Linked DNA regions of Gossypium arboreum: region 2 is linked to region 1. Evidence: chromatin contacts called from public Hi-C data. All regions are on one chromosome and are shown on one strand. The core of a region is the stretch at or near the end of the contact, and the rest is flanking DNA. Distances in the headings are between cores, read along the strand shown. Region 1 holds the start of LOC108461797 (protein argonaute 7-like). Region 2 holds the start of LOC108461960.

Evidence for each region. A called contact is a pair of places that touch in the nucleus more often than the background predicts.
Region 2: a Hi-C map of leaf shows a contact between it and region 1, with 4 times the contacts expected there. The contact joins the promoter of LOC108461960 here to the promoter of LOC108461797 in region 1. A contact is called at or near these places in 2 of 5 Hi-C or Micro-C datasets (both in leaf).

The regions. Positions count from the first base shown.
Region 1 is chr13:27,445,015-27,451,928 of ASM2569848v2, reverse strand. LOC108461797 (protein argonaute 7-like) reads right to left here and starts at 4,852. Exons shown (of 3, transcript XM_017761731.2): 1 at 4,156-4,852; 2 at 2,694-3,927; 3 at 864-2,595. The coding sequence starts at 4,483. The coding sequence ends at 1,137. It overlaps LOC128286580 (a long non-coding RNA gene), which reads right to left and starts at 35. Exons shown (of 3, transcript XR_008277193.1): 1 at 1-35.
Region 2 is chr13:27,725,424-27,732,377 of ASM2569848v2, reverse strand. LOC108461960 reads left to right here and starts at 4,985. Exons shown (of 2, transcript XM_017761956.2): 1 at 4,985-5,313; 2 at 5,536-6,954. The coding sequence starts at 5,577. The coding sequence ends at 6,620.

The DNA of each region.
Region 1 (6,914 bases), core at 3,603-6,102:
ATCGGTAAGACATTTTTCCCAAAATCCCGTCTCATTTTCCCGTGTTTCTGAAAATATTTTACCAATGTAAATGATTTTCAAGCAAACAAACATTGGAAAACCAGAAAAATATTTTCCAAAAAAATATTTTCCTGGTAAACAAACAGACCCTAAATGAAAAAATAAGTTCAACTTTTCATGTTTGTTTCTTAAAGTGACTTCTCTTTTTGAAACCAAAGGAATATAAATACAAGCTCTTCAAAAGAATTCCTTTTGAATTATAACTATAATATATATTTTACTAAATAGTAGTTATTAAATTAATTATTTTATTTTTAAAATATGATACGACTAACATTTTATCACGTGTTATATTATATTTTTACATATTATTCTTAAAAGTTATTTAATGAACTAAATGATCTAATAATAAAATTTAATAAAATTAAAATTAAAATTTTAAAACTTAAAATTCAAAATTTAAAATTCAAAATTTGAAATTTGAAATTTGAAATTCGAAAATATAAAATTAAAATTAATTAAATTAAATTAAATTATCATAATCATATCAATTTAGGATTCAACAGAAAAGGGGGTCAGCCTTTTGACCACCCTACCTTAGCCCCTGCCCCTGCCCCAGCCCCAGTTGGCATTTTTGCCAATTTCACTACACAACCGTTATTATATGCTTTTCCTTTGGTACCAATACTTCCATTTAATTTCATTCACGTTGTTTCACTGTTGAAAGGGAAAAGATGCAGATATTCACAAAAAAACAATCTTTGAAAATGATAGATTCTTTCATATCTATATGATCAATAATTGATTTCTTCATTCATATTATTCGGTACCAAATTACTTTTTAGGCCATGAGATTTCTGCAATTATTTTCAAGCCAAGTTAAGAGTAGATTACAGGAAAGAATGTTTATAATGAGATGCAATAGCAGTCACATTGCTGCTATGAGGATGTACAACAATTTGCAGGATCCAATTCAGCCATTATATATATATATATATATATATATATATATATATTTGAAGCCTACGTACAAGTTGTAATCACATTAACAGACTGCCTAAAGTGAAATATATTTAGACTTCCATGCACTGAACTACATATTTAGACTCCATGACATGCAAGGAGCCTGTGAAAAGTTAGCAGTAAAACATGAGCTTCTTAACATTCTCGCTAAGTTTTGGTAGAGGCGTTGTCTTTGGAGGAGTTACGCGAGAGATTATGTTTGAACTTCTCGTAAAAGCTACGGATTCTGACCGCTCAAGGTAAAGTCTGCCTCTGTATGCAGCCAAGTGAGCATAGTAAGCAGGAGGGACCAATGAAACTGGCTTGGTGCACCTTGCAAAAGTGTAGCATAGATTGTAAACCAGCTTCTGCAGTTCATCAGAAGTGAATCGGTTTTCGTCCCACAATACGTGGTAATGGGTGGGGCGGCTAGTACCCTTTACCCCCCAATGACTGCAAAGATAGAAATCGAATTCCCTCGGATGAGTTATCACCGTATCCACTACCGTCCCCGGGGGAATATTTTCATCGAAATGTTGGTTTTGATTGGAAGAAGGATTGATTTCAAATGGGAACAACCTGGTATGGTGCCTCTTTTGAACTACAGCAAAAGTAATGGGAGGTTTGTAGCCTGGAAATCTTGCACAAGCTTCTTTGACAGCTTGTAGTTCCTCTTTAAGCACCTTATAGAATTGAGTTTCACTTACACCGTCTCGGAAGAAGATTATTCTCTTCGGGAGTTTGTTTACTTCTTGGTAGAAGTCATCCAGTAGTTCTTCTACCATTGCAGCAAGATCCTGAATGATTTCTTGCCGATGTGTTTGTGATCTCATCCTCGATACATACTTGTTTGCTGCAGGCCAGTTCATGCTACCAACCACACCAGCAACCGATGGGCTGGAATCATCAAGCGGGTGAGGATGAGTCACGTCAGCACCGATAAAGATCACAGGCTCATCAAGCCTGAAAAGTCGTGGAATCTGAGAAGGTAATGAATTGTACAAAGCAACAGTGGAACCTCCAACTTTGGCATTAATCTTAAGGGCTAAATTTGCCAGAAATTGTGAACTCAATTTCCCGAGGTTCGGGTATAAGCAGCACTGGCTCACAACTCCTACACTTGTCTCGGCTATTCGTTTCAAATCAGCGTACCCTTTGTGCTTTTTCTCCATTATACATATGAGCAGTTGGAGATTGTTTGAGGCAGCTCTATGAATTTTCTTGAGCTTAGATTCCAGAAGTGTCACATTATTAAGCACCTGTGTTGGTTCAAATTGGGGGCTAACAACTGTGCTTTTGCAAAGGAAGATACCAAGCTGCTCACACCTTTGAGATAGCTGGTTTATGAATTTAGGAAGGTTAGACTTTTGTTCTTGAGTGCCCCCAAAACTTAAAAGTGCCCAACGTTCAATCCGTGTTCCCTGAAAGACATGGCTGTTGAGAAGGTTCCACTGCCGGTCACGGCGGGAAGGAGTAATATCTCTTACGTGTCCACCATCACCGAGCTTAAGCTTAGGAGGTTGAAGAATCCTCCCATTCAACCGACTCATTTCTTTCGAAACATGGAGCTTGAATTCTTCAGCTTGGTTGCCACTGTCAAGAAAATGTGCAAATGCTTAGAAGCATACAATGCGAAAAATACTGAAAACAGTTATAAAAACACACACACACACACACACAATAGCATTTACCTTGTAGGCCCTGCAGGTCCCCTCACGATTCCATCAATCATGGCTTTTCGTTCTTTTGGTCTTTGGCAACCCATTTTAAGAATCCTTGCAGTCTGATCATCAGAAAGCTTCCCCAGAAATTTCTGGCCTTCACAAATCATACAAAGCTCCATTGGAAGATAGCATGGTTTGCTCCTACTGATCTGCAAGCATGGCAAATTCCTGAATTGTATATTATAATTGTAGTGATCTTTAAAGTAACCAATAAGCTTCAAATTCTTTCCATCCCTATCTGCAAAGTAAAGGTTTTCAGTGGCTTCTTCAGTTAAGCCATAAACTCTATATCTTTGGACTGTTTCTCTATGGCAAACAAAGACCCTGATATTTCTCAATGCTTTCTCCACTTCCTTCCTTTCATCATCACTTAAACTCCTTGTCTTCCTTTGAGTAAGGTCTCGAAGAAAGTCGATCCGCTTCTGCAAGTAAGGGATTACTCCGATACTCTCATGGAAGACGGTGATCGAGGAATCAACATTGAGAGCGAGTCCTTGTTGCGTCGGTCGAAGACTCTGAAAGAAACCTCTCCATCCAATAGCTCCTCCTCCTATTTCCTTAGTACCTCCCGTGGAACTTGAATAAAATGACCTCCCTACACATATACATTTCTCCATTGGACTCTCCCTAAGAACAACATCCAAAGCATGGAGATAATCTTGAGGAAGTGGGATCCAATCATCACTTTCATTGCTCAAGTAACTACTCAAATCCTTTCCATCAAAATTGGAAACAGCCCTGATATTGATTCTAAACACTTTGAGCTGATTCTGTTTTTGTTGAAAGCCATTCCATTCCCCGAAAGGCGAACCTGTATTCGCAGTGGGGATCGGGAGACTAACAAAGAACTCAAGCTTACCATTTTGGAATTCAACGGGGCTATAAAAATTCTTCCTACCATCATAGGCTGGATGAGCACCACAAAGCAAACCTGAGTTGCTTTCAACCAGTTTCTGCTTGATCATCCTAGCAACCTCCTTGGAGGGATGAGGGGATATCTCAACATTATAATGGTAAACTTTTAGAGAAGGATCAAATTTTACTAGGAAATGGTTGGCAAGGAGAGAGATTACAGGCCCTTCTACACCACCAGAATCTGGTCTCCTTGCAGCCACCAGTGCTTCCTTTGTAGCATTCCTCATCTTTATTCCATCACTTGCTTTAGATGGCAGACTTTTTCTCCATTGAAGCCCCTCTTGAGCTGCTTAGATTTGTTGAAAGAGACAAGTTAAGGAACTTGAATACAAATACAATATAAGCTTGAAGACTACTTGAAACTGTTATAATGAATGAACTCCAAGGGTTTTTAATATAAGAATCAGCAAGATACTATATCATTTCCAGCTATAAAATTTTCATTTTTGCATATAACAATGATAGACATGCAGAAGAAATATGAACAGAGGAAGAAACTAAATATTCGAGTCACCTGGTGTCATAGAAGGAACTGGGAATTTGGTATTAGAGATTGAAAGTTGCTGCAAATGGGTTTTTGGTTGAAAGGTATGATTCTGCGGGAGAGGTGGAGGTAAAGCCAGTTGCAAAGGTATTGGAGGAGGTAAAGGAAGCAAAGAAGGATAGTAAGAGTAGCTTTGGAACTGGTTTTGGTTAAAGAAGCCATAGTGACCTGAGTATTGCAACCATGGATGGTGGTGGTGGTAGTAATGATGCTTATGAGGGCTGTTGTTTATGCCCTTGAAAGCCCTGGTTTTACCACTGCATTCCTTGCTGCCATGGTGCTCCTCTGATTTCTCCATTGCTTGGTTTATGAAAGAAGAAAAAAAAAAAGGCAACACAAAAAAAGGCAACACTTTGAAACTGCAGTTATTTCACAGAGAGAGAGAGAGAGAGAGAGAGAGAGAGAGAGAGACAATGGGTTTTTTAAGTTTTTGATGATGATGATGATGATGGTGGTGATGAAATTCAAAGACAGAAAAGGGGCCAACCAGGGGTTTGGATTAGAAAAGAAAGTGAAAAGAAGCAGAGCAAAGAAAGGGTAAAAGCCTATTTGGCATTTGTACAGCTCTGTGTCAAAGAGCATCGCAGCAGATGTTGTTTATGCTACTCATAATATTATACCTTTAAATGATCCATTTGACTACCTCCTATCAATTAACACATTAGCCTACTCTAGTTTATCCCCTTCTCCTACTAACTTTTATGACATTCTCAAAAATAAAAATTAAAAAAAACTTTTATTACAGATTTTTTTTTTTCCTTTGCATATCTTTTTCTGAAGTCAAATAAAGTGAAAAACTGTTAATAAAATGTAATTGTAGCTGATAGATTGTGATTGGACTTTGAATTAGTGATTAGTCAAGTTCTTTCTTTTCTCATGATTTTAGCATTACTTTGGAGAAGTGTTGGTACCCAGATGCAGTAATTTGTGTATATATATTTTTATATTAAAATTGTTCAAATGTGGGTTATTTGGCTGAATTTGATATTTAAATAAGCTTGAATAATGGGGACCCATTTACATTTTAATATTCAATGGTCCAAATAAATTTATTTTAATATTATAATATATTATTTATTTTTATACACTATGCAACTTAAATCTACCTATAATATATAATATTAGAATAAATTGTCTATATTTAAAACTTTAATAAATAACATATAAAATTATTATTAAAATAATAAAAATAAACATGAGGGTTTGAGTTACATTTTATAAAATAAATAATTTAGATAAAATTTTATATTTTAGATAGTGAAAGAAAAATAATTCTGTTTTAAATTTAAGACATAAATTCTAAAAACTTGATGTAAAAAAGGTTGATAACAATCTCTTATCTACTTCATAGATAGCAACACAACTAATTGCTTTTCTTTTGTCTCTTCTTATTTAGCTTTTTATTTTTCCCATAAAAAAGGGTTTTATTACAATTAAGATTAAATGATAATTTATGATCTTAATTAGTTTTTTAATTAGCTTATATAGAGTTGTAAAGTTTTAATTTTCAATATATGAGTTTTAAAGTTTGAGTGTTTCATGTGGATTTTTTTTCAGATTTATTCTGATTAGTTGGTTAATTTAAAATAATAATTGATTTTTTAAAAATTATTGTCAATTTTAAAATTAAAATTTGATTAAACTCAAACATTTTAGTGATTAAGCATTAATTTCAACCTGCTTAGCTTCCCTTTCGCCACATCAGGGAGTGGAGGGGCAATTCATGCACTTTCTTTGGGGTAAGAAAATTTCAAGGATTAAAAACCCAAATGTTGGAATATGGTGATGTGACAATATGATTAGTAACTATATGTGTACTTTTGGACCACATCTTTCACAGTTTCCCCCTACTCCCTACTGTTTTTTTGCTTTCCATAAACTAGAATTTTCATGCAATAGGTGATGAGTCACATTAATCAACATTTTAAAATATTAAAATTCACAATTCATTTATTTTAGAATTAATTTAATTTTAAAATCAACTATATTTTATTTTTAAAACTAATTCTATTTAGTTTTAGAATAAATTCTATTAGTTATAAATTTTTTCTCTTTAATTTGTAGGTTTTAATATGTAAAGTGCCATTTTTTTTCATCTGTTTTTATTACTTCTATAAAATTTAAATCCCCATCCCCATGGAATGAAAATCATTCAAATACTAGGTACTTAGATTTTAAATTAAACATATATATTATTGTGTTTACATTTTTAATCATATTATTTATAAAGTATTATAAACTTTTAATCATATTAATTTTTAAAATTTTAATTAAAAATTAATTTAATTAATATACATAAATAATCCGTACATTAAACAGATAAAAATAGCTTATGTTTATATTCAATATTCCCTCAATTTCAAATAATTATATAATCATGTCAATTTTTTATCTTTAGACACCTTTGATTAAGTATTCAACCCCGTTGAGACACTCCAATGCTCTGAAATCTTTTCTCTTTTGCTTCTATCTTTTCTGATTTTATACTAAAATAATATTTTTATTACAATGATATAAATCCAATTTAAATTTACCCAAATAATATGAAATAAACAATGAAGAATAATTGCAAAACTCTATGTCGTAAATTGAGTTTGTTGATAACGATTTGGGTATGGGAATCAGAGGTTTAGGAGGCAGATGGCGGTTTGGGCCTCCCCAAAAGTGCAAAGATTTCTCTATACTTGGCAGGATCTTCGGCCCTAAACCTCCATTCCCCACCGTCAAAC
Region 2 (6,954 bases), core at 3,736-6,235, 280 kb before region 1:
TTAAATGTTCAAATAGGTTGTTTGGATGCTAATGCCGTATATGAGGATGTTGAACTTGATTAAACAATATTCGCTAGCATGATAAGTATGAAATGTTAAGTAGATGATATAATTGAAGGGTGAAGTGGCTAATAGGGACTTTTAATGAAATTATGCCAAGGCGAATGTATCATGAAATAAATAAAATGCTAAATTGTGCTTATATGTGTATTCGCCAAGGAAGTGTGATATGAAGCTTTGATAGGCTTGAAAGATGAATGACCGAATGAGCTATAGGTCATGTATGGGTTAATTTTATGCATATGTGTGTGTGGCATTAGTAGTTAATGGCATTCGGCATTGTTTAACTAAAATTAGAAATGAATCTTAAAAGTTAAATAGGTTGCCCTAGTGGCGAATGTGTTAAAAGCTAGTGTATGGACAAATGATCTGAATGAATTGGTTTCGAAATGTATATGGTTGCCGTATGTGTGTGTTTGATTGAGAAGTAAATTTGTTTGATTTAGCTCAAGAGCTTAAAGGGTCAAAGTTGGACAAGGGAAAGAAAAAGTAATTGAATAGCCGTTGAAGGCGTTCGACAACATCCGAGGTAAGTCATTAAGCATGTATTCGGTATTGATTTAAATGGTCATAATATCCATGCAAATTGTGTTTAATGAGATGGTGTGTATATAAAATGTGTGTGTATGGAATGATGACATTGCTGAATGTATAAAAGTAGTAACTTGCGTGAGAGCGTTTGGTCTCGGCACTAAGTGTGCGGGCAATAAATGGGCACGGTGACAAGATTGGCACTAAGTGTGCGGGCTTGGAAGGTATGGCACTAAGTGTGCGAACTTAAATTATATGGCACTAAGTGTGCGAACTTAAATTATATGGCACTAAGTGTGCAAACTTAAATTATATGGCACTATGTGTGCGAGCTTAAATCGCATGGCACTAAGTGTGCGAGATCGTTTATTAAGCACTACGTGTGCGAATTTAATATGTATGTTCTATCGATTGAATATTTATATGGAGGTGTGATTTTATCGAGTTGAGTTTGGACAGCGGAAAGAGTAAGCACATTGAGTTCATGGCTAATAGATGCTATGTTCATGCTCGGGGTTGAGTTGGTAAGTTTTAAATCTATGTGATGATTTCAATTGCATGATTGTTGCGGAAATAAAATGATGTATGTAAATTGCTTCAAATATCCTATTAAATGGTATATGAAATATAAATGTATGACTTGGTATGAGATTGATCCGAAAGGTCTAAGGAACTATGGTATAGTTCGGTATGGCTGGAACACTTGGCCTTGTTTCATTATTTCATTTTATGATAATTTTAGTAATGGATGGTCGTGGAATGCTTATGACTTACTGAGTTATAAACTCACTCGGTGTTTTCTTGTCACCCATTTTAGGTCCCTTGGATTCGTCTCGTTTGCGTGCTCGGAACCGTCGTTGAAGTCATCACACCGGCTGGAAATCTTTTGGTATTGTCTTCGTAGTTGAACTAGGAGAACGTTTGGCATGTATAGGCTATTTTGTTTTGTTGAATTTTGGGTTGTAAACTTTAAGCCATGTGAAAATGGCCTATGTGGTCGTTTGAGTGGGATGCTAGAACCTATAGCCACGGGTCTTAGAAACCTTAATTTTGATAAGGTGGCCATAGTTGTGCCATGTATGATGAATGATTAGTAAGGCCAAGGAAAGATTCATGAAATTGGCATAGTCTACTGCCGTAACTGTTGCGGACAGCAGCAGTGATATGAGATCGAAAAATCACCAAAAATAGTAGAAGTGGAATTAATTGCTAAGAAAATTATGTACTCGAAGCTTGATGGGTCTATTTTCATATGGATGAAACAAAACGACCATATGAGCTGTATTTTGAGAGATATTCAAGATTTCGTGAGACAGGGCCAGAACAGTTTCTGGATCCTCTATTTCGACTTTGAAAATTTACCATAAATTATCCAGAAACAATTAGAAGTCATGCCTTATATGCATAGATTCCCCTTTGAGTCTAGTTTCATTAGAAACAAATGGCATGAGCATTAGAGCTCTGTACGAGATGATATCTAGGTCGTAATGTGCAAAGGTCAGTATAGTCGAACCCTGAAACAGGGGTGACTTTAACTAATAAACTGTACCAATTGGCCCAACCAAAAATTCTAGAAATAAATCCATGGATGGATATATGAGTCTAAATTCAGGGAAAATTTACGGATTTGGTTTTCGAGTTCTGGAACTCGAGATATGATTTTTAAGGTGGCAGTGACGCAGTTAACTAGCCTGCCTGGAACAGAAAAAGGAAAAAAAAAAATTTCCAAGAGAGGAATAAGTAAAGTAAGCCCGGTAACACCTTGTGGTCAAATCCGGTGACGGTCACGGGTTTGGGGTGTTACACAAACAATATTGCATAAGCCTACCCCACAGGGATAAGGCTAGGATAAAAAATACCAGAATTTGCCAAAAGTGGGACTTAAACCCAAGACCTCACACACACACCTAAAACACCTAAACACTAAAGCAAATACATATTTGTGTCAAGATTTACAAAAACAGAAATAAATTATTCAGGGCATTACAAACTCAGGCTCCTAATTGACAATGATGCAGTCATAGGTTCAAGTAAAGTGTTCGAACCTGTGGCACTCTACTATTTATTGCTTGGACGCTCGCCAGTTGATGGTGAAGCTAGGTTTACCAATTTGAAATTTTCCTAGTTAAAGGAAAATTTCAAAACCTTATCGAGTAGTGCCACTGAGTTGGAGAATATGTGCGTTGCTCGAGCGTATATACTGCAATTGAGCAGCTGATAAGGAGTATTTATGCCAGACGTAAATAGTAAAGTCCACATGATGTACTTGTCTCTATTGGCTGATTTGCAAGCTGCATGTTCATACAGTTAGGGATCAACAGTATTAGCAACATTATATTGTAAGCTTTTTCGGGCAGCAAAGCACTATACACAAGATATAGATGGGTGCCTAATAATGCTACAGTCCTAGGCACTGTACAGGATGTCATTTCTAGTATCAGTGAGTCATCAGCCACATGTGTTCCCATTTGTAAATAGGTAAAAAAATTTAAAATTTCCATCAAGAAATTTTTTTATGAAAATGTGTTCTAACAAGTTTGCTTTATTTTCAAATGTTTTACTTGTCCGAGTATCGGGAAGTCTGAAATCCTCGTGGTCTACCAGTAGATGATTGAGGCATGCAGGATAAAATAAATTTTAAAAAAATAGCTTTTAATTAAAAAATATTAGATCCTACTGAAAAATATATTTACATACAAATAATTACAAACTAACTTTATAAACTCGAACTTGATTTTTGAACTCTAAAACACAAATCTTTCTTCTTTTGTTTTCTGCTTTCTCCCTTTCTACTAAACATAAATCTTTCCATTCTTTTTTCTTCTCTTTAACAGAAAGCAAAAACTTCAACTCAAACAAAAAACTTAAACAGAAACCCAAAACTTCTACCGAATTGGTTGGGGGGTTGGGTATAAATACTAGTTGGTAACATTTGATGGTATCGCGGAACTATTAGTGTCACCTAACATGTTAGCAGCACCACTAATAAATTATTTTTTTCGATTTTCCTTTTTTTTTCCCCTAATAGCCTTTTTTTTTTAAATGTACAAGCGTCATTTGACACACCGACGACACTCATATAAAATATATTTTTTAAAATTATCAATGGTGTCGCCAAACACACCAACGACACCTATTAAAAAATGTATATTTTTTAAAATTATTAGTGTTGCCTGATACATCAGTAGCACCCATTAAAAAATAATTTTTATTTTAAAATTATCAGTGGTGCCACCTGATACACCAACGACACAAATTAAAAAATATTTTTTTACTGTCTCAACTTTTTTTGGACACCGTTTTCTTTTTTAAATTCATTGGTGTTGCTTGACACACCGATGGCACCCATTAAAAAATATTTTTTTCTTGTCTCAACTTTTTGTGTAACACTGTTTTTTTTTTAAATTCATCATGCTTCCTGACAGATTGGTGACTCCATTAAAAAATTATTTTTTTTGTTTTATTTCACCATGTATACTCATATTTTCATGGATATTTTAGAAAAATATGTATCAATGTTACGTGACACAATGGATGTACCAATAAAAAATTATGTTTTTCTTTAAAACACATGATAACATAATGATTGGCTAAAAAGAGAGGGTGGTACCGCCAAAATGTATCAGGCTGCACCAACGGGTACTGTAACAACCAACATATTTTCATAAATAATTTGTCCTCCAATTTATTTTCATAATTAATTAATTTTTTATATTATTTATATAAAACCCTCCTATTTTAGTTACTCTTATTCGAAGTAATCATTGTCTTTACAAATTTTAATAATTCATTAATGAATTACTATGGTGAGACATTAACCCATTGAATAATAGAAAGGTGATATATATATATATATTTTGGGACTTCTCTCTCTTTTTTTTTTTTCCTACTGCTTAACAACAACCATCACCATATAGCATCTTCAAGCCTCCTATCACTTATCCTCACCTGAGGCAGAGTCAAAGCCACCCAAACTCCCCCACGTACCCATCTCCACTGCAGCTCTATTTAGGGAACTTAAGTATTACGTCCTGAAATCTGTATTAATCATCATTCTCATAACAATTACTTGACTTCATCCATGCTTTCATTAAGCAGATCAGGCAATGAGATATGCATGTGTGTGTGTGTGTGTGTGTGTGTGTGCAAATGTTGAAGAAGCTTCTTCACCTTGGATGGTTTTGAGCTGCGCAGGTGTACACTTCTTCAAGTCGAGCTTCCAGCTTTTAGACGCCTTAATTTTTGTCAGCAGCACTGGGAACCAAAATCTTCTTAATTTGATCAAAGTTTAATATATAGAGATCCTAAAATTCAATTACTCTCAATGAGTTAACCACGTGAGCCTATTTAATTAAAGTGGTTAAATTAAAATAATTAAAATAAAATAAATTCTATTTTAAAATGAGTATAGTGTAGTTTATCCTAGTTTAATCAATCAAAAGCCCAATTGGTTTTTATAAAGAAAATCCCAATTTTGTAAAAGATTTTGGCCGGAAATTCCAAAAATGGCAGTCACCTGTTGAATTTGATTTCCTCCATGTCCAGTGTTGACAACTATTTCCCAATCTTGAAAACCCCGAAACACAAAAAAGCAAAGCCCATTTTCAATCCGTTACAGACTAACGAACGCCGGCACGATGGCATAGCACCTCAAAAAATGGCAGCTAACTTCTTCAGACATTCCCTTTGTTTTGCGATGTCAATGCTATAACATCCAAATTCGTACGTTTTTTTTTTTTAATAACCAATCTTTCTTTTCTTCTTCTTCCATAAAAGACTTTTTTTTTTTTAACACTCGAGAATTTCCCTCCAATCCCACAATCTTCATGCTTTTCACTTTCACTGTGTTTTCTTCGTGAACTTCTCGGGGATTACAAAGGTGGGTCAAGCACTTTCAGATCTGATTTACACTTCTGTTTTATATAATTTCCTGTGTTTATTTAGCTGCTGGGGTCGATATCTTTTCTGGGTTTTGATTAACGAAAATGGAACCTGGTAGCGTACGAATGAGATCAGATCATTTAGAGAAAGAAGGATCTAAGGAAACCCATGAAGAAAGTTTTGAGCTAGAATCATCCTATGATGTTAGTGATGATAACTACCAATTCCATTCGATGAATGCATTAGAGATCTTAAGAGAAACTGTTAGGATTTTACGGTACAATTCGTCCAGTTTTTTTATCATTGCAGTTTTGTTAATTTGCCCTGTATCTGCGGTCTTTATGTCTAATTTGTTAGTTGATCATTCCATTGTGAAGAGATTAACTGTTAGGCTTTTGTTAGTTGCCAAAACCTGTGGACTCCCATTGAAGCCTTTCATCCAACAGTCGTCACAAAGGTTCGCCGAGTCGGCTGTTTCCTCCGCAATGTGCTTCCCTTTGTTCATCACATTGTCTTTGTTATCCAAGGCTGCGGTGGTTTATTGTGTAGATTGTACCTACTCAAGGAAACCGGCCGATGCTTCAAAGTTTTTCACGATAATCCTAAAGTTTTGGAGGCGGCTCATTTGCACATATATGTGGATGTGTATGGTTATTGTTGCTTGTGTGACCACTTTCTTTGTTTTCCTTGTTGTGGCATGTAGCTTACTTTCTGTTGTTGGCTTTACACCTGACTTGATTGTGTACGTGGTGATAATGATGGGGCTAGTGTTCTCGGTTGTCTTCGCGTATGCCATTGTTGTTTGCAATATCGGGATTGTAATCTGCGTGTTGGAGGAAGTTTCGGGACCGCAGGCAATGCTTCGGGCCGGTGTTCTTATCAAGGGGCAGACTCAAGTTGGTCTCTTGATATTTCTTGGCTCTACAATTGGTTTAGCATTTGTGGAAGGGTTGTTTGAACATAGAGTAAAAGTATTAAGTGATGGAGATGGGTCTTCTAGGATCTGGGAAGGGCCTCTGTTGGTAATAATGTATTCGTTTGTGGTGCTCATGGATTCCATGATGAGTACGGTTTTCTATTTCAGTTGCAGATCGTACACTATGGAAGCCTCGGATGGTGAATGTCAATCAATATTGGATACACCATAACCACCCTTGCCAAATCGTTTGGTGTTCGATTACCATTTTCATGTCCATTGTTATGCTATCAGCTAATATTTATCGAGTTCTAACAAGAAAATAGCATTTCTTGGGAATACTGATGAAGATGAATTTGTTGTTGTTTCATCAAAAACTCGAGCAAGAAGGGTTTTAGCAGCTCATACTATGCTGAAGATGATTCTCCAACTCTTCCATAGACATACATGGTTCAGGTGCATAAAATTTCTTGTGATCTACTACAAGCCATGGAATAAAAGCAAAGGTAATACAATAATTTGATTCAATATAAGCTGCATAGAACTATTCATCAATTATCCAAAGG